Linked DNA regions of Mus musculus: regions 1, 2, 3, 4, 6 and 7 are each linked to region 5. A link is a contact called in public promoter capture Hi-C and targeted proximity ligation data. All regions are on one chromosome and are shown on one strand. The core of a region is the stretch at or near the end of the contact, and the rest is flanking DNA. Distances in the headings are between cores, read along the strand shown. Region 1 holds the start of Kcnk4 (potassium channel, subfamily K, member 4). Region 2 holds the start of Cabp2 (calcium binding protein 2). Region 3 holds the start of Clcf1 (cardiotrophin-like cytokine factor 1). Region 4 holds the start of Tmem134 (transmembrane protein 134). Region 5 holds the start of Sipa1 (signal-induced proliferation associated gene 1). Region 6 holds the start of Trpt1 (tRNA phosphotransferase 1). Region 7 holds the start of Grk2 (G protein-coupled receptor kinase 2).

Region 1 (2,700 bases), core at 10-2,509, 1.3 Mb after region 5:
GGAGAAGACCAAAGGAAGACTAGGGAGTTCCAGGGGAAATAGGAAGAGGCTGGAGCCTGCAGAACTGGAGACAGGAATAGCAGGTCCATACTTGGCTCTCTCAGTGCGGCTGTGGCAGCCTCCTCAGATGCATCTGTCCCCTCCTGCCTTCCAGCCTAGCAGGGATCAACCGGGCGGGGATCTTCCAGGGTCCCCACCCGCCCGCTGGGCTTTCGAGGAACCCCAAGGCGGATCTGGCTGCAGGGTATAGGCAAGGCCCAGAGCCAGGGAAAGGAAAAGTGGGCACAAAGTTCCCAGAAGAAGCAAGGCACAGGGTGGGAAGGGCAGCACGGATACAGCAGCCCACGGGACAGCTGTCACTTAGGGGGCAGCGGGAGATGGCAGGCACACACACACATACATATACACAGTCTGCTACATGTGCCACAAAGATCTTTGAGCCACATTCCATTCTGCAGCTCTAGCCGCGCGCTGCCCAGGCTGCAGGCATAGCACTGCACCACGCTCCGGCAGACCCTGGCACAACTAACCACCATGGGCGTGCCCGCAGGGCCGAGCTACCCTAGAGGTCCACGCGCACGAATGCGCGCGCTCGCGTACACACACACACAGATACACACACGGAACCCGTGTGACACCGCACGCCAGCCGCTTGCTCCCACCACCTCCCCCGCGTCCTTACGCCGACGCCTCCGAGCGTGACCGGCGACGGGACGCACGGTCACACCACTCGAGGAAGGCATCCACGCGCGGGAAGTGTCCCGCCCTGCCGGTTTCTCCCAGCTCCCAGGGCCTGAGATCCAGCCCACATTCCCGCGCCTGCTCCGCACTTACTGTCTGCCCACTCTGTGGCTGCGGCTTTGGCTGCGGCCAGGTCTCCCGCGCCGCCTCGAGGGTGTGCGGGCTGAGCCAAGGAGGTGCCGGCGGCAGCCCAGAGACCGAGCCGCCGGCGGCCGTCTGACTAGGACCCCCCTCCTCCCGCCCTCAAAAGCCCCCTCCTTGGGAGCTTAACCCTACCAGAGCTGCGTCTCCCTACGTGCCGCACCCTCGCCACCGGCTCTCGCCACCAACCGCCTTGAACCCAGCCCTTACCTGCACCTGCAGCCTCTGGGCTCCCCAATGCTGTCTTGTCCAGGCCAGTGAGTGGCAGAAGACTCAGAGAAGGGTCGACGTGAAGTCCAACCTTCCAGGCTGGGATTGGGGCCCCAACGCTGCCCTAACCTGGACATCAGCTGGCCCGGGGCTCAGGACAGCCGCCACACTCATCTCCTGGAATCTTCTAGGTCTATTACTGGACTGGGAAGAGCCTTCGTTTCTCCGCCCATGAGGATAGTCTGGGCCTTGGGCTCAGCACTTGTGAGGGAGAGGCCCCCAGGGAGAAGAGGGTATGTGGGGGTGGAAGACGGGGAGCTCTCTTTGAGGCCACCTGGATTTAACCAGCTGAATGGGTTGGGTCCTAGTTCTAGGAAGTCACTGATAGAGCACCTCTTGCTCAGGCTGCATTCCCATCTCTGATCCTCCAGGCCCTGGGGTCACCCCCCCCCCCCAACCATCTGCTGCCTGACAATTCCAGCAGAAAGAGTGCTAGCATTTTCTGAACAGCTAAAGCCGGGTCCTCTTCTGTCTTTATCCTTCTTTCTTCTTCTTTATATCCTTTTTTTTTTTTTTTTTTTTTTGGTTTCTCGAGACATTTCTTTACTGATTTCCACAAAATCTCTCCTGTAGCGTTCAGAGATCCCATGCTATTGTGGTCAGTACTTTTGTTGTTGGGATGTTTTGCTTTGTTTTGAGACAGGGTTTCTCTGTGTACTCCTGGCTGTCTTGTAGACTAGGATGGTCTCAAATTCAGAGATCCACCTGCTTTGCCTCCAGAGTGCTGGGATTAAAGGTGTGCCCTACCATTACTGGGTTTTGTGGTAATTGTCAGTATGTTTAAGTGACCACCCAGATGATAGGGGGTCAGGGTGAGTTACCAAACTCCCTAGTTCCCACTTACAGTAAAAGGGTGATTACTTAACTCTGGGTGCTGATTTTGAGTATTTAGGAAGTCAGTATTTGGGGGCTGGAGAGATGGCTCCGTCTTTAAGAGCACTGGCTCTTCTTCCAGAAGACCAGAGTTCAGTTCCCAGCACCCACTACTGTCTGGGACACCCTCACACAGACATACATGTAGGCAAACCACCAATGCCTGTGCACACATACAAAGTCAGTGGTTTTTACTTTGGTTCTTTCTCTTTTTTTCGTTGTTATTTGTTTGTTTTTGGAGCCTTAGCTGTCCTGAAACTTGCTCTCTAGTTCAGGCTGACCTCAAATTCACAGAGACCCACCTTTCTCTGCCCCTCAAATGCTGAATTAAGGGCATGAACCACCACTGCCCAGCTGAGGTCAGCGTTTATAAATGCTTAAAGCCTAGCACACAGAATTAAGTGCCCTAAAAATGTTAGCAATTCTGCTTCCATCCGAAAGTGATTGTCCAGCTTACTGCTGAAGTCTGAGCCTCTGCTGTTCTCTCTGGAGACCTTGTAGACCTGGCTCCAGGAGAGTCCCAAAGAAAGAATTTCAAGGCAGACTTACTGCTAGGCTGAGATCTCAAAGGAGCTAGAATCACCAGGTTTATAGACAGGAGTCACAGGCTCTAATAATCAATCCTGAGCCACAGGGCAGATCTGCAAGGATGTCCGGAACTCAGGGCAGTGACTA
Region 2 (2,700 bases), core at 24-2,523, 1.6 Mb before region 5:
GACTGGACTGGAACTTACTATGTAGCCAAGGATAACCTTGAATTTTGATACTTCTACCTCTGGGTATTTTACAGGTGTACAACACTTTGTCCAGTTTTTTTTTTTTCTGTACTGTGTTGAGCTCAGAGTCTTTCTGTATGCTAGGCAAGCACTCTACCAAGGGAGATATAGGCCCTGCCTCTCTCCCCACTCTCCCTCCCGTCCTTGATGTTTGCAAGCTAGTCACTGAATCGATGATAGAGTCACTAGCTCAGATGGCAGACATGGCATGGGATCTGGTTCCCTGGGACAAAGGCTGGTGCAGAGGGCATGTGAATAAATCATGAGGGGCCCACGACAGGCCAGCAGGCCACAGCTGACCTCATTCTGGAAGTGAGAGTAAGCTGCTGTGTGGTGAGTGGCTGCAGTGTGGCAAGGGGCAAGGGTCTGTGTGGCACCTTTATTCTTGTTCCTTGAGAAGAGCTTACAGGTCAGGGGGGTGGTTCACCCAGGAGGTGGGGAAGCAGAGGTGGAAACAGAGGTATCCTGGGACTCCAGATGGGGAAGAGAGGAGCAGGTGGCATACTTTTCCAGAATCTTGGAGCTGTCCTGGGAAAGAGAATGGTGGAGGGGTGGAAAGGGCAAACAGGTAGAGCAAACCGAGAAAGAGCCCCTGTAAAACAGTGAAAGGGCAGAGAGACAGATAGATGGACAGACAAGCACACACAGAGAGACAGACAGACAGACAGAGACAGAGAAGCAGAGACAGGGAAACAGAGATACAGAGAGACACAGAGACTGAGAGAGACAGGAAGACAAAGACAGAGACAGACAGACAGACAGACAGAGACAAATAGAGAGACAGACAGACAGAGACATACAGACAAACAGACAGGGGCAGAGAAACAGAGACACAGAGAGACACACAGAAAGGGCAGAGAGACACAAAGACACAGAGACAAACAGGAAGACAGAGACAGAGAGAAAGAGATAGAGAGACAGACAGAGAGACAAAGACAGAGAGGGGTTGAGGGGGACAGAGAGAGGTTAAGGCACAGAGAGAAACTGAGGGGAACAGAGAGACTGAGAGGGCCTGAGGGTCCTGAGAGTACTGGTCTACCAAGACATAGCATAGGCCAAGCCAAAGCAGATGGAGAGCAAGCAGGATACGGAGCAGGAAGAATGTGTTAGGACCACGAACCAGAGAAGTGCAGGCAGGATATGGGACTGAAGGAGGCCAGCCAGCGTGGGAGCCTGGCCACCTGGATCAGCGAGGAGCCCCAGGGTGGAGTCTGTGGTCCTGTGAAGGTTGGGAAGCACTCTAGGAGGTAGGTGAAGATTTCAAAGATGGATTATGGGAGCAGCAATGGAAGAAGACAGTGACCTTAGAGGACTCGGGCTCTTCTAACCCCCAGAGCTAGAAACAAAAACATAGCCACAGCTTGCACTGAGCCACCGACCTACAGGTGGAGGAGACCCAGCTGGAACAGAAAACGTACCACACCTACATCCATGGCCCTACCGGAGGGCCCAACAGATGGCAGCCTCCCTGAAGGAGACTCCAGTCCATCCTCAGGCACTGCAGGACCCAGCCAAGACCTAGCCAGCCCCACTACTCGCAGAAGGGCCCTTCTCCGTGAGCTGGAAGCCCAGGTGCAGGCTGCCTACGGACAGGTAAGGGGCAGGAAATGTTCTTTTCTAAAGGACCCCAAATCCCAGCTGGCTATAAAACACACCTAGAACCAAGTCCACATACAGGTGACCAGAGTGGTCAGGAGAAGTTAGGGGATCCGCCTGCCATCTCTGTTGATGCTGAGGGAGCCCTTCATGCACCATGACAAGCCCTGAATGGATACAGGGTTTTGATAGGGGTGCACAGGAACTCCAGAATGGGCCAAGATAAAAGCAAGCAGGCTCTCTCTCTCCCTGAGGACTTCATCTCCCAGCTCCCAGTTGACACATTGGGAGAACTGGGAATCCAAGCACTGGGTGCCTACTTCTTCTGGAGGGATCCAAGCCTGCTTCTGAAGGTGCTGATTGGGGGAGATTAGTGTAAGGCTGAGAGAGGGGCTGATTGGAGGGGGGGCTGATCAGAAGACCCTCCCGAGGGAAGAGCTGGGAGACTGTGCCTTCCAGGGGGCCTTTGCTCTGAGTAAACCCACACACACACTCACAGAGATACTCAGAGATAATCCCGGATTGGATTAGGGCCCAAGCCCCGGGCCCAGGGCTCCCCGCCTGCCCACCCGCTCCTGATCTTGCCCACAAAACCCCAGGAAAATCCTCTCCAGTGCTCCCAGGCTGTCCCTGGAAACAGCAGGGGGCTGGCAGAATCCACAGCATCCTCCCAGGACTCCGGGCCTGGCATGGTTCAGAGACCCATGGGGAACTGTGCCAAGACGCCATGGCACCGGGGGTCTAAGGTAGGAAGGTGAAGGGGAGAGACATAAGGCCAGAAACCTGGGTGGCCAATGCACTGGGCAGGTAGTACCCAGAGACCTGGGGTACTGGGCTGGATGAGAGATTGGCTCCAGAGGAGATGGAGGGATATCTGTGTGCTCCCCTGCTAAACTGATAGGCCAGCTACGCATTCTGTGCAGGCCTGACTCTCTCAGCTTTAACCCGGCTGACCAGAGCTAGAGGTCAGGTCTTGTTCTCCTCCTTGACCCGGCTAAGGCTCTCACTCCTTCTGCGCTTTAGTTTACCTAACTGAGCAGTTGG
Region 3 (2,700 bases), core at 40-2,539, 1.4 Mb before region 5:
TGATGCCCACGCTGACCCACAGGCTGGAGGGGCTGTGTTGGACTGGCAGAGTGCCCTCCTTTCCCAGGGGTCCCAGCAGAAGTGGGGGGGGGGGTGAATACCTCATGCCATTCCAGAGACAGGCATCACCTTCCACGGCTGGCTGCCACCGCTATCTACCCCTGGTGAGACTACAGAGAAACAACACAGCAACTTATCAGATGACTTAATTGGTGGAATGCTTCTACAAGCACCCAAGACTTGGGGACCAAATGACTGTCCCCCAAGAAAAATCACAGAATGGGGCTGCCTCCAAGCCCCAGATGACAGCTGTTTCCTCTGCACTAGCTCTCATGCTCCCTCGCTCTCCCTGGCAGCCCTCTGGAGAGGGAGGAAGGAGGAGGAAAGGAGACCCTCCTGGGAGGGTCTAGGCTTATGGGTCCCCTAGGTCTCCCACTCAGAAAGTCCCAACCCAGGCCTGAGGGGAAGGAGGGAGAATGCTCTTAGCCAAACCACCCCTACCTCACCACCGGAAAAACCAACAACCCAAACCCCCAAAGGGAAGAGGATGCCAAATGTCTCGATGGGGAAGCTTTTCACTAACGGGATGCTGGGTCTATCCATGGCCTTGAATCTTCGAGTTCCCGCTGAGTCACCCGTGAAGCCTCTGGTGTTGAAACTGGTCCGGTGCCTTGTGCTGATTAATGAATTACAAATCCCCCACCCATGTGCACTCTCCCTGGTCACCGGGAAGAATGAAAACCCTTGTGAACTTGACTGAGAAGCTGGGCCCTGGTGCCCTCTCCCCTCCTCAGGGGGCATTGTGAGCTGGTTAGTCACCTGCCCCAGCCCCTGGCGCCACACTTAGCTCTAGCTTTTGGAAGTGGGACAAGTGGCGGGACAATAGGCAAGGGGGGCGGTCAGCCCAGACAAAGGGCAGCAGGAAAAACACCATCACTTGCTTGGAGGCCAGCTTGCTGGCATTTGAGAGAATGTGTCATTGCATTTACTCAAGTGGGAGGGGGAGGGAAGGTTAGAATGAAGAGGCAGAGGTAGAGTGGGTACAGGGACCCTCAACCCGGCAATGAGCAGAGGGAAGAAGGCCAGCATGCCTTGGCCGACACCAAGGAAGAAGCCCACACCAAGGCCAGCTCCCTTTCCAAGCTCTCAGGAGTTTGCCGAGGGACGATGCCCTCCCTGCCCCCTCCCCCAGGAGGCCTAGGGTGGTACCGTCGCAGCCTTGCCTCACCTCACCACCCCCCCCCTCAGTGTTGTGGGAGGGAGAGGAGCCCCAGAAGCCCTCCCTTCCCTCCTCCCCCCTCTTCCCCCCACCCGGGGAGGGCTGCTACAATTTGTGGTTACAGCTTTACACGTCAGAAAAAAAAAAGTTTGCAGAATGTCCCACACCGAAAAAAAAATGCGAAACCGAGAGAAAAAAACCTGCGAGTGGGCCTGGCGGATGGGATTATTAAAGCTTCGCCGGAGCCGCGGCTCGCCCTCCCACTCCGCCAGCCTCTGGGAGAGGAGCCGCGCCCGGCCGGCCCGGCCCCCAGCCCCATGGACCTCCGAGCAGGTAGGAGCCAGGCGTCCGAGGCCGAGGCCTCCGCCCCCGCCCAGCACCAGTGAGATCCGGTTCCCGTCCTCCTCCCCACCCTCGGAGCCCCAAGCCCGGGCCGGGCCGGGGAGCAGAGCTCGGGCTGGGGAGGTACGGCCGGGCGCCCTCGAGAGGGGCCGGGTGGGGACGCGGCATTCCTGGAGTCCGCTTGGCGGAGCCAGGAGGTGGCTGAGAACGCGGCGGGGAGCCTGGACAACCCTCAGACCTGGACGGGCGGCCACCTGGAGCCGCGGCGAGGCGGGGTCCCAGGGAACCCGCGGACACAGAGCCCCGCGCCAGAATCGGGGCGAGCGAGTCCGAGGCGGGCAGCGAGGGTGTGGGGGGGGGGCCGCGGCGCAAGGGAGGAGGGGGCCAGGAGAGGAAGAGGGAGGGAGAGAGGCAGAGGGGGAGCCCGCGGCCGAGCAGCGGGAAGCGAGGGGGAGGCCGACACCTCGGGCCGCGCTGAACTCCTTCCTCGGCCCGCGGGGAGGGCAGGAGGGCGCGCGAGAGGAGGGCGGAGGGCAGAGCAAACCTAGCTGGGCCGGGCCGGGCCGGGCCGGGCCGCCACGGGACTCCGGTTACTACGCTGCGCGCGGCGTGGCCGGAGCCCTCCATGCTGCCCACCGCCTGGGAGCCAGAGGCAGGTAGGCGCGGCGGGGTGGCCGGGGCCCCGAGCCCGCGGTGGCCTGGGAGTGATTACTGCAGGAGGGTGTTGTGGGGGAGACGCAGCCTGGCCGGACCCAGCAGGAAAAAGTCCGTCAGCGGCCGGGAGCGCCGAGACTGCCGGCAGCCCCTCGAGCGGCTGCCTGGCTAGGCGGCCCGTGGCAGGAGGGCGGGCCAGGCAGGGAGTGGACGCGCCGGAGCGGGCAGCGGCTCAGCCGAGCCCCGAAGCCCAACGCCCGGACCCCGCCTCCGCCCCCGCCGCCGCCGGGAAGGGAGCGAACGGGGGGGCGGGGCCGGGGGCGCCGGGGCCACACAAGGGGAAGGCGCCATCGCCGCCGGGAGGGGTCCGAGATCGAGAGGTCACGGTCGAGAAGGTAGGGCCAGCGAACTGCCAACTTCCACCGCCCCAGTTCTTGGAGCTGATCCCCTCAAGCAAAGTCCGCGTAGCTTCTTCAAAGTCCCCA
Region 4 (2,700 bases), core at 65-2,564, 1.5 Mb before region 5:
CATTAGCACTGAGTGGAAAAATGGAAAAATGTAAACAACAGAATGCACTTGATACAGGAGCCCATGTTTGTACACTGCAAACACATCCATACAGAAGACAATGCCACGTAAGAGCCAGGCTGGGTTGAAACTCAGTGAGGCCAGGTCTTGGGAGAAGAAGGGGAGGGGAGGAAGATGGGGATGGAGGGAATGGGGGGGGGGGAATGAATGACCACAACTAGAGAGGAGCCTCTTTAACCATAAAATGAGAAGTTGGGTTGACTCAGTTCTTTATGGGAGATCATAAAATGTGAGGGCGGTTGGACGTGGAGGAGGGCAAACACTTTGTAAGCTAGAAAGATATGGGTTCAAATTTCAGACGTAGCACTTTGACAAACTGCCACCGATATTTACTATTATTTATACATCTATTCAGTTCCAAACACTCCTGAGCACTGAAGAGAAAGCAGTACTATAAAAGCTAAGGCAAAAAGATCAGGAATTCAAGGCCAGAGTGAGCTAAATAGGGAGCTCCTCTTCCAAGAAAACCAAAAAAAAAAAAGAAAAAAAGATAGAAGGGAATGCAGACTCAGTGCTAGAAAGATTGTTTTTTAATCACTTTAGCTGCCCCATGTATTCTGAATTGGAGAAAACAATATAAGCTCTGAGCCTCAGTGTCCACATCTGAAAAATGACAAGGACACCCCTCCATTGGAAGCTGTGGTGAGTAGGATGGAGGAACAGGTCCAAGAGTTTCTATGGCACTGGAGTGCGGACTGGAATCCAGGCTACCTCATGAGGTTTGAGCTGCTGGGCAGAGAAAGCAACCACACACACACCTCACACCCCTGGGCAGAGAAAGCAACCACACACACACACACACACACACACACACACACCACGCAACCACACACACACCTCACACCCCTGGGCAGAGAAAGCAACCACACACACACACACACACACACACCACACACACCCCGTCACACACACACACACACACACACACACACACACACCACACACACCCCGTCACACACACACACACACACACCACACACACCCCGTCCCTCCGTCCCCCCTCCTCCCCTCCCCCCTCCCTTACAAGCACAAGCTTAGATCGGTCCTGGTCACAGCCGGGGCTGTCGCTCACCAAGGGAACCTCTGGGGGGCGCCGCGAGTCCCGCTACCCGCGAGACTCTGACGCGATCCCGAAGCAACTCTGCATTCTGCTGCTCAGGCCTGCAGAGGAGGAGCGGGCAAGGGCGGGGCGGTTGTAGAGGGCAGATCTTCGCTCCCAGGGAGACGGGGCGGGCCCTGTGAGGGCGGGCCCTGTTTGGTGGGCGGGGCCGTGGCGGGCTCAAATGGCGGCGGCGCTGGGCGCCTAGGCCGGCGGGGGCCATGAGCGCCGCCCGGCCCCCAGTTTAGCATCGATGATGCCTTCGAGCTGACCCTGGAGGACGCGGGGCCTGAGCCCGAGTCCAGCGGGGTCGCCCGCTTCGGGCCGCTGCACTTCGAACGCCGGGCTCGGTTCGAGGTGGCTGATGAAGACAAGCAGTCCCGGCTACGCTACCAGGTGAACGGCCCTGCTCGTCTCACCCTCTTGTCCAGGATAGGGCGGAACCCCAGGCCGGGCCCCGGAGAATTCTAACTCCGGAGCCTCTGCCTAGAGACCCCAGCGGAGCGGAAAATTGTCCCCTAGACGTGTCTGCTCATCCAGATTTATGTCCTTGCCCTCTGAGCTCTGAGTTCGGTTCCAGTGCAGCTGTGGAGAGCCGGAAACTCGGACTAGGAACCCAGGCCTTAGCAACAGTGTAGAACCCACCTGTCTTGAAGACTGACACCCCAATATCACTCCGAGGAGTTTGGGGAGTACTTCCAATCTGAACCAGACCTTGTCGATATTTACAGCATCCCTTGAGCCCCAGATCACGTGACCTATGGAGCCTCCGCATCCCCTCTGCTTTGAGAATCACCCTAAAAGTGGAGGTCCCCACACATGATGTGTTTGCCCATCTCTTCATACTAAACCACACCATAAATCATTGTCTCAGGTAGCTTCCCCCAACCCTATCGTTCTTTAGGACGTAAGACCCAGAGGCCTGTGCTATGCTATACCAAATCCAAAGTCTCTATGTTGGGTCCCTGAAAAATCCTGAGAGCCTCATTTGAGTGGTCACCTGCTCCTGGGATCCATGCTGGCAGCCCACCCCTGCTGGATTCTGTGCTGAAGCCCCCAACAGCCACCTACTTCCTACCCAGGTTTTGGTTTCTGAATCATCAAACCGGTTCCGCTGGGAGGGCAGGGAGAGGCAGGAGAGCAGCTGCCAGATGTGCCAGGCAGAAGCTGTCAGGCTGCCTTTCTCCTCCCCCCAGAGGGCAGTGGAAAGGCCCATTCCTGAAGCTTATCTGAACCTTATGTCCTGTAACAGAACCTGGAAAATGATGAGGACGGAGCCCAGGCCTCTCCGGAGCCGGATGGGGGAGTCAGCACCAGGTCAGGGCCAGGTGGGGACCCACCCTTCTTATCCCAGGCCCCGTGTCTCAGGCTCCTGTCTGCAAGGACCTGCCCAGTCCCAACCAGATGCACTTACCTGTCTTACAGGGATTCCTAGCCCTGCTTCTCTCATGGGATCTGCTGTCCAGCTGGGTCACCTTACCCCAGTGCCCCGGTCCTCCACCTTATCAATGCCAGGCTTTCTGTCTTCTAGGAATCCTCAG
Region 5 (2,700 bases), core at 171-2,670:
AAAGAAGAAGAAGAAGAAGATAAATATCTCAAGTGTGACCCCTGTGAAAGGACTGCTCGACCCTCAAAGGGGTCCCAGCACACAGGTTGAGAACTGCTGCTTCTGGACTTGTCAGAGCTGCACCTGCCTACTCTGCCCGTGTGCGTAGGAGTAAGGCAGCCTTGTGAGGGGAGACGGGAGAGGCTCAAGGTCTCACAGGATGTAAGGCTGAAACACCCAAGGCCCCAGGGACCTACTAAGTGCGGAAATGTGGTGAAGCTACACTAGGCAGGTGCAAAAGGTGTGAGAAGGCCGAGCCTACCTCGGCGTGAGCTAGGAATGGAGCCAACAGCTGGGGCAGGGGCAGGCCTCCATTAGTACTTTTTTTTGCATCATCCAGTGGCATCAAGGGGGCCAGGCTGGGAGGGGACAGGGAGCAGCTCCACGGTGCCCCTCAGCTGGGTCTCCAGAACCAAACAAGAGCAGACCTCCTCAGGGTCTTCCTGTCTGTCTGTCTGTCTTCTAGGATAAGCTCTGATGCTGCACTTCATGAGTTCTTTGAAGACTCCTTGGAAACTGAAAGGTGAAGCCAACTATGTCCGTGTGTGAACTGTGCAGGCCCCAGGTCCATAGACCAAGCTGTGGGCACAGACTGAGGCCGCAGTGCCGGGAGGAGCCCTGGGAATGTGTGCAGCCCAGTCCAGGAGCTCCCTCTTGTTCTGGCCCTGCCTTAAGGGGTGTACTTGGGCTCTGCCCCCCACCCCTCATCTTCACACAAGGTCCATTGAGGCCAGGACATTCCTTGCAGCCTGTGTCACTGAGGGGGGAAAAGGGGGGTGCCCCGCCCCCACAGATCCGGAAGGCCTGGCTGCCCCAGGAGGAGGCGCTGGATGCTTCCCAGCACATCTGGAGGTCGTGACCCTATTTCTGTTGCCAGGGAGTGCTGCAGATGTTTCCTCCCAGGCCAGACTCAGGATTGCAAAGGCTGGGAAAGAGGTCACACTGGGAAAAGGGGAGCCCCAGAATAGGGGGAGCCCCACACACTCAGCAGCAGGAGCAGCTGCCAGCATTGCTGAGAAAAGTCCAGAACCAATGAATCCACTCAGTGGAGCTCTGAATCTGCTCATGCAGAGGAGGGAGTGGGAGCTGCCAGCAGGAGACAGAACACTGGACGTGCTGACTCGGGGCTGGACTGGGGCAGGAGGTTGGGTGGGGTACGTGTAGCGAAAGCAGCCAATAGTCCCGTTCCTCCCCACACTACAAGGGTTCACGTCCAGGCTACTTTGTTGGGTATCCAGCCCGAACCTGGTGCCTCCCGATCCCTGATCCCGCCAGTACCTCTCGGGCTCAAGCTGGCCACCGCTGCCTTCCGCACCAAGGTCCCGCTGCCTGCTCACACCGCTCCCGGCGCCTCCGCTCCGCCTGGGGGCGGGGCCAGGATGGAGGCGGTACGTAGTGGAGGGGCGGGACTACCCGGGAGCTGTCTAAGGCGGGAAGCACAGTGGGTGGGGACCTCCGACAGGAACCTAGGCAGCCCCGGACAGCCTGAAGTTCTCTGTCCCAGCCTTCAGCTGCTCTTTTAACTCCCGGTCCTAGCCCAGTCAGTGACTTCACCGAGAAATGGGAACAAATGTACCTGCCTTCCAGACCAATTGGAGCGCTAGAGGCCACTTAGTGTCCTGCTGTGGCTCAGCAGACAGCAGGTATTAGGGCCAGAAACTATTTCACTCTTTAAGGGCTGGGCCAAGCTAGATAACTGATCTACACAGGCTACCATTTATGCAATGGCGAACACCATTAAATCCAGCACTCTGAAGGCAGAGGCAGGTGGATCTGAGGTCAAGGCCAGCCTGATGTACATAGGGAGTACATAGTAAGCCCCTGTCTCAAAAACGAAATAGAATCCTTTCTATTCACCTGTTATTTTCTTTAAGCTTGGAACAAATGAGGTTGAGCAGTCTTTGATCAAGATCAAGGCTGATGGATGTGTGAGCCACCTGGGCATAGAGGACTGCTTGAAAAGCAGAGGCTCAGCTCTCTCCTTTATCCTCTCACTTCTTTCTCCTCTTCCCTTTGTCTTTTCTCTCCTTTCTCTTTCTTCTTCTCTAGCCTTCCCCGTCCCCACACACTCTCTCTCTCTACCTTTTCTCTTCCCCCCTGCATTTCTATAATAAAGCTCTTAAACCATTAAAAAAAAAAAAAAAAAAAGAAAGGCAGAGGCAGGTGAGGAAGGCAGCCCATCCCACCTCATGTCTGCCTGGAGCCCAGCAGTCTGACCCCTTATCCCTCACACTCTTCTGACTTCAGCCTCCCTGCCTCCGGCACCTCTACCAACCTCACCTCGTCCCACAGAAAATAAAACTGCCAACCAAAATCAAAAATAGTGTTATTAATTTGGTGTCTCTGAAGCACAGAAAAAAAAAGAAAGAAAAATGACAAAAGAACGAATGAACCCACCCTTGCCACATATCGGGCCCCAGGTCCAGGCTAAGGAGGCCAGCCTTGGGGGCAGTGCAGGCCCCAGAGGCAAAGTCAGTCCTGGCCATGGGCTCCAATGAGGGACCAGCCCATGGGTTTGGCTCTTAGGGCCTGGCTAGGAGGCTGCTGCCTCAGTTTGGGATCCAGGCCACGGATCAGGGAGAGAAGTCTAGGTCACTGAGTTGTGACACTGAAGTAGCCAGATATCAGGGTGCAGACACCAGAGCCAAAGCCAATCAGTTC
Region 6 (2,700 bases), core at 72-2,571, 1.3 Mb after region 5:
CCACACCGCCGCTTTTCTCTTGCTGGGCATGGAGGCCTGGAGCAGACTCAGTGTGAGAGTCCTGGCAATCCCTAACCCAGGCCCACCTATTCCAAGGAGAGCAATCGGAAGCCCAGCTAGGAAGGATTACATGGATCGGATAAGAAGAGGCATCCTCCCTTCAGTCTCTCCTCCCATGTTCCCTAGCTTCCATAGGTGTGTTCCAGCTTAGATTTATGGCTGGGGCTCCCAGATGGCAGTGAGCACCTTGTTTCCTCCCAGTAGTGGTGGAGAGTCATGGGTTGTGCTCAGCTGGGCCCCACATTCTCCTGGACAGCAGAGCATGCGCCTGCAGGCTCAGAAATACCAAGCCGGTTTTCCCTTTATGAGAAGAGGAAACCAGGACCAGGAGTGCTTGGATTTTGAGCCTTTGGACCTAGCCAGTCATCTTACCTGAGGTTCAGGGTGCCCACCGGGTACATCCACCAGTCCGGGAGCTTCCGCTACCTGCTGAGAGCGGCGCAGGAAGACAAGGAAGTCGTCAGCTGTGACCAGTGCGGCACCCACCCCCAGTGGGTCTGCCAGATAGGCTTGCTTGTCACCCCAATCTGCAGCGCCCTGCTGTCGCAGCCAGGAGGCTGAGCTGGACCAGTTGGTGCCCAGGAAGTCCCGGTAGGAAGTTAGACCCAAGTGCAGGAGCAGCTGTGGCTCAGGCGAGCTGGACACCAGTGTGGCTGAGTGAAGGCGGAACTTGGGAGCATCAAAGATCCAAGGTTGGGCCTGTTGCCGAGTCTCCCAGATGGCAGTGATGGCCTTGTCTCCTCCAGGCAATGGACGACGGTCATGAGCCGGGCTCAGCTCCACTGCTACCTGCTCCTGGGAAAGTCCCCCAAGAGGGCACAGCAGCAGCAGGGACACCTCGGGGTCCATAGTCTGACAGGGCAGCTCTGGCAGAGGACACAGATGGCCATCCTGTCACTCTAGGAAACGAGCTGACCCTCTCTTCCACAGAACTCCTGAGTGCTCCCCAGTCCTTTTGCAGATCCCTGACTACTTATTGCGAGCATCATTCCAGCAAGAGTACTGAGCTCAGCAGGCGCCCTGGAATCCTGCTGTCCCAAACCCCTAAAGCCTCTGGCAACCCTACCACCCAGCAGCACTAGGTCCCCAAAACTCTCAAGGCCCCCGCCCCCCCCCCCCCCAACTCCAGGAGTCCTACCTCCAACCTGGACACGCTTGATCTACTCCCAGGATCTGGAAGCTTGATCTCGGAATTTAGCGGCTGGCCCGGCCCCCAAAGTCCACCCCTTTCCCCAAGCGGAAGTACCCGCCCCTTTCTTTCCTGGCTTCCCATTAGCCAGTCCGTGTTCAGGTCCGGATCCCGCCCTCCGCAGTGGAGCCCTTCAGATCTATGCAGACCCGCCGACCTACTTGTCAACGCATACGCCAGCCCGGTGCCCGGGGCAGCCGTGCTGTGATCTGATTTCAGGGCCCGGGGTCTGGTCCGGATCCCTCGGGCCTCGAGGCTGCCAGTGTGACCTTGAGCAAGTCTCGCCCGCTGGGCCTCAAGTTCCCTTGCTGAACTAGGGTGGGATGAGCAGTGCGGTTCTTATCCTGAGCTTTTGTAACTTTCTGGGCAGAGAACCCACACTCCCTGCTCCCTACAGGTCTTGATCATGAACGCCCCTGGAGGAAGGAGGAAGGAAGGTAGAAGGACTCATAGACCCCGGGAACAGGTGCGCACCTTTCCAGCCTTACCCACAACGCTAGGACATGGGAGAGACCCTCTGAGCCTTAGCTTCTTGGTGGGGTAGACTGCAGCACCATGGGCGCTGTTCTAGCCTGCCTTAGCAGTAGGACATCCAGGGCTGGCTACTGAAACTCAGATCATCACTGGACTCTTTCAGGACCGAAATGTGCAGCTGTCTAAGGCTCTGTCCTATGCCCTTCGCCACGGGGCCTTGAAGCTGGGACTTCCCATGCGAGCTGGTAAGTAACCATGCTGGAACTGGGAGGAATGGTGGGAGCCCAGAGAGCAACTGGAACCTCTGTCTCCTCGACTTTAATTCTTAACATTGCCCCAAGAGGAATGCAGAATAGACACACCCTCCAAATGTACAGGGGAAAAAATGTACAAGGCCCAGAACCTCTTTCATATCCTCTGGAAGAGGAGCCCCTGTCTAGGCTGGACTTCATGATGTCTCTTTCGACCAACTGGCCCAATCAACACTTCCCAAGGATGGACAGAGGAGCATACTGAACAACTGATGTTTATTGAATGGCCGCTGTGGGCGGATACTTAGTGCTTGCTATGTTACTCTCCCTGGAGCAGACACACTGTTCTGGTTTCTTTTTGTAGTGTTTTGTTTGTTTGTTTGTCTTGGTTTTGGTTTTGGTTTTTTATGTGCATGAGTGTTTTGCCTGCCCCACGTGCATACTTGGCTCTCGCAGAGGCCAGAAGAGAGCATTGCATTCCAGTGGGACAGGAATTACAGGTGGTTGGGAGCTGCCGTGTGAGTGCTGGGACCCGGCCCCAGGTCCTTAGGAAGAACAGCCAGTGCTTTTTTTAATTGTGGCACCATCTAGAAAGCCTCATTTTTCATTTTGGGGACAAAATGTCATGTAGCCTAAGCTAGCCTCATCTTGAACTCTTGATTCTTTTGCCTGCCCTTCTCAAGTGCTAAGCTTATAGGCGTCTACCAATATGCCCACCATGAAGCG
Region 7 (2,700 bases), core at 167-2,666, 1.4 Mb before region 5:
CTTCCAGATGCAGGACAGACGTCCAGGCCACCCTTCAGGTCAGGACAAAACATAAAACTCGAAGCTGAGAGCCCTGATGTGGAGGCCAGGTGACACTGCACAAGCCATTCCAGTCTGAGTTGTTTCCCCTCTCACACACACACACCTTGTTCTATGGGAACAAAACTACACCTGTCTCACTCGCTCTCTGGTCTCCTGTGCAGCTCAAATAGGAAGATAAGTCTATTTACCATAATATACTGGACAAGCCCCAGCTACACCTCTCACATCCTGCCCTGTTCTGCACCCACATCCTGGACAGTTTAAACTTTGATACCAGGTGCGATGACATCAGTTGTCTTGTAGAGAGGTGGCAGCATGGTCCATCTGCTGTAGGATGGGAGGTCCCCTGGTCAAAAGTACCCATAAGGAACCACAAGTGGGGAAAAGGGTAAAGTAGGGACTTCCCTCACCCACCGGAGCGCAGCCCTCAGGAATGGTACACTGCACTGTCCCCAGAAAGCACTCTCAAACCCAATCCCATAGTGACCCCACCATAGGGGAAGGCAAAATAAATAAATAAATAAATAAATAAATAAAAGTCTTCAAATTGGTCCTCTTCACTCCACAAACCTCACAAGAGTGTTACCCACTCCACGGGGAGTGGATAGGGTAGTGGAATACCAACGGGAGCAACAGACTGTGTGATACAATCGGGTAAACAGAGGCAGACTTGAGGAAGGGAACCACAAGGGAACACGAGAGGGTAGAGGGCAGAGCCAAGCATCAGGGTGGAAAGAAGGCTGCAGCAGAGTCAGGGGCTGACAGCGACCAGGCCGGGCAGTGAGATACAGGAAGCGGCAGGGCGGCCCAGGGCTAGGAGCTTGGACTTGGGGCGCCCAGGGCTTGCGGACACCAAGCCTTGCGGCGGCAGGGACAGAGGAAGTCTCCGGGTCCTGGGGCGGCCAGAATAATGGGGTCTCCGGGGCAGAAGGTCCCCGGAGTAGAAGGGGTTCCCGGGTCCTGGGGCAGAAGGTCCCCGGAACCTGGGGCGGAGGGGGTCCCTAGGGCACGGGATCCCGGGGCGGCGCGTGGGGCCCGGCACAGGCGGGCTCACCTGGGCTCTGGCAGCAGGATCTTCTTGCTGGCGCGCGCGGCCGGCGTGGCCTTGCTCTTCTCCATGGCCATCAGGTAGCTCACATCGGCCAGCACCGCCTCCAGGTCGGCCATCTTGGCGGCGGCGGCGGCGCTGTTCCTCCCGCCGCCCGAGGCTCCGCTCCGCTCCCGCTCGCTCGGCCCGGCCCGGCCCGCGCGGCTTGTGGGCCTCGGCGCCGCCGCCGCCCCGCCCGGTCCTCGCTCGTCGCCGGCTCACAGGCGGCGCCGCCCCATGGCGCCGGCTCGGGCCCGGCCCGGCTCGCGCTCCGCTCCCGCCGGGACTGCAGTCGGGGCGCCGCCGCCGCCGCCACCACCACCACCACCCGCTCGCCCGCGCCCCGGAGCTGCCGCCGCCGCCTCCGGCCCCGCCTGCCGCGCACAGCGCCAGCGAGCCGCCGAGGGGCCGAGCCGGGCGGGCGGCGGGCGGGCGGGCAGGCGACAGCGCCCCCTAGAGGCTGCACCGCTCGGGTCCGAGACACGGGTCTCAGTCCTGGTTTGTTACCTGAGTCTTCCACCAAGGACTCTAGGATGACCTCAGACCCCAAGCCATGACCACAAACGCGGATCCCATCTCAGCATGCTAGACTGCACGCTCCACTAGGGCCAAGACCGTGGGTCCTAACAAGAATCCTGACACCGACCAAGACTCCTATACTCAAATTTCTGAACATTCTCTCAGAGTCACACCATCATTACCACCCCTGACTCCTGACCTGACCAGATGACAATCCTGACTTCAAACTCCCAACAGGACCCCAGACTCAGAGCTTGGGCCGCACTCCTGACATGAACGTTTGTTGTTGTTCTTGTTTTAGAGAGGGTATCCCCGTGTAGCCTTGGCTAGTCTGTAACTCACTATGTAGACCAGGCAGACCACTAATTCACAGCGATCTGCTTTCCTCTGCCTCCCAAGTGCTGAAATGGATTAAAGGCATAGTCCATTAAACCACACTCTGATGAACGCCGAACTCATTAATTGATCGATCGATTGACTGATCAGTTGATTGATTGTGTATGCACATGTGGAGGTTAGAGGACAGACAATTTGACCATCAGTTCTCTCTTTTTACCACATGGGTCTCTAGGGATGGAACTCAAGGTCCTCAGGCTTGGTGGCAAACATTTTACCCACTGAGCCCTTCTGTGCCTTCTTCCTTGGCCAACTCCTGTCTACTTTACCTGGCTAGCACACGAGAGGCAAAAGCAGGTGTCTTTCTGTAAAGTCAAAGCCAACCAGGGCTATAGAGTGAGACCCCGTCTTAAGCAAATGAGTGAAAGCAATTTAAACTGCACACCTCTCTAGAGCACCTCTTTGCTTTCCAGGCTGCCAGGACACTCCCACCCCAGGCATGGACACTTAGAACCTGATTCTCCTGCCAGTTCGTGTCCAGCAAAGCAAGTATCCCGACTCCCCTGACTTCTTGACTCCTTCAGAAGAAAACAAATCCTATTAGGGGAGAAAGGTTGTCAGCGGACGACATCTCTAGACAGATCCTGCCTCTACTTCTCCTTTCCTAGGTCACCACTACAGCCTCCTGAGAGTCCTCTGACCTGTCCATTTCTCAG

What was found. Promoter capture Hi-C pulls out the DNA fragments that hold promoters and counts their contacts.
Region 1: a promoter capture Hi-C map of liver shows a contact between it and region 5, with 2.7 times the contacts expected there. A contact is called at or near these places in 2 of 39 promoter capture datasets (liver and pre-B cells).
Region 2: a targeted proximity ligation map of pancreatic cancer cells shows a contact between it and region 5. A contact is called at or near these places in 1 of 39 promoter capture datasets (liver) and 1 of 130 datasets of targeted methods (pancreatic cancer cells).
Region 3: a contact with region 5 is called in a promoter capture Hi-C map of neutrophils, with 5 times the contacts expected there. A contact is called at or near these places in 3 of 39 promoter capture datasets (liver, neutrophils and pre-B cells) and 2 of 130 datasets of targeted methods (microglia and pancreatic cancer cells).
Region 4: a contact with region 5 is called in a promoter capture Hi-C map of liver, with 7 times the contacts expected there. A contact is called at or near these places in 4 of 39 promoter capture datasets (the SN4741 cell line, liver, neutrophils and 1 more) and 1 of 130 datasets of targeted methods (pancreatic cancer cells).
Region 6: a contact with region 5 is called in a promoter capture Hi-C map of liver, with 6 times the contacts expected there. A contact is called at or near these places in 4 of 39 promoter capture datasets (hippocampal neurons, liver and pre-B cells).
Region 7: a promoter capture Hi-C map of liver shows a contact between it and region 5, with 5 times the contacts expected there. A contact is called at or near these places in 3 of 39 promoter capture datasets (liver, neutrophils and pre-B cells).

Annotation. Positions count from the first base shown.
Region 1 is chr19:6,933,256-6,935,955 of GRCm38.p6, forward strand. It overlaps Kcnk4 (potassium channel, subfamily K, member 4), which reads right to left and starts at 1,260. Exons shown (of 7, transcript NM_008431.3): 1 at 1,093-1,260.
Region 2 is chr19:4,081,215-4,083,914 of GRCm38.p6, forward strand. It overlaps Cabp2 (calcium binding protein 2), which reads left to right and starts at 1,274. Exons shown (of 6, transcript NM_001160253.1): 1 at 1,274-1,653. The coding sequence starts at 1,492.
Region 3 is chr19:4,212,949-4,215,648 of GRCm38.p6, forward strand. Clcf1 (cardiotrophin-like cytokine factor 1) reads left to right here and starts at 1,290. Exons shown (of 3, transcript NM_019952.5): 1 at 1,290-1,552. The coding sequence starts at 1,537. It overlaps Gm45928 (predicted gene, 45928), which reads left to right and starts at 1,477. Exons shown (of 4, transcript NR_132309.2): 1 at 1,477-1,552. LOC102631992 (a long non-coding RNA gene) reads right to left here. Exons shown (of 4, transcript XR_003952884.1): 3 at 102-2,700.
Region 4 is chr19:4,124,646-4,127,345 of GRCm38.p6, forward strand. Tmem134 (transmembrane protein 134) reads left to right here and starts at 1,315. Exons shown (of 8, transcript NM_001078649.1): 1 at 1,315-1,395; 2 at 1,397-1,555; 3 at 2,412-2,476. The coding sequence starts at 1,381. It also overlaps a transcript of Aip not described here.
Region 5 is chr19:5,662,287-5,664,986 of GRCm38.p6, forward strand. Sipa1 (signal-induced proliferation associated gene 1) reads right to left here and starts at 1,421. Exons shown (of 17, transcript NM_001164480.1): 1 at 1,318-1,421. It overlaps Pcnx3 (pecanex homolog 3), which reads right to left. Exons shown (of 35, transcript NM_144868.3): 35 at 2,349-2,700.
Region 6 is chr19:6,994,810-6,997,509 of GRCm38.p6, forward strand. It overlaps Trpt1 (tRNA phosphotransferase 1), which reads left to right and starts at 1,322. Exons shown (of 7, transcript NM_153597.2): 1 at 1,322-1,715; 2 at 1,887-1,968. The coding sequence starts at 1,656. It overlaps Nudt22 (nudix (nucleoside diphosphate linked moiety X)-type motif 22), which reads right to left and starts at 1,228. Exons shown (of 6, transcript NM_026675.2): 1 at 1,199-1,228; 2 at 433-926. The coding sequence starts at 909.
Region 7 is chr19:4,304,806-4,307,505 of GRCm38.p6, forward strand. Grk2 (G protein-coupled receptor kinase 2) reads right to left here and starts at 1,417. Exons shown (of 21, transcript NM_001290818.1): 1 at 1,097-1,417. The coding sequence starts at 1,209.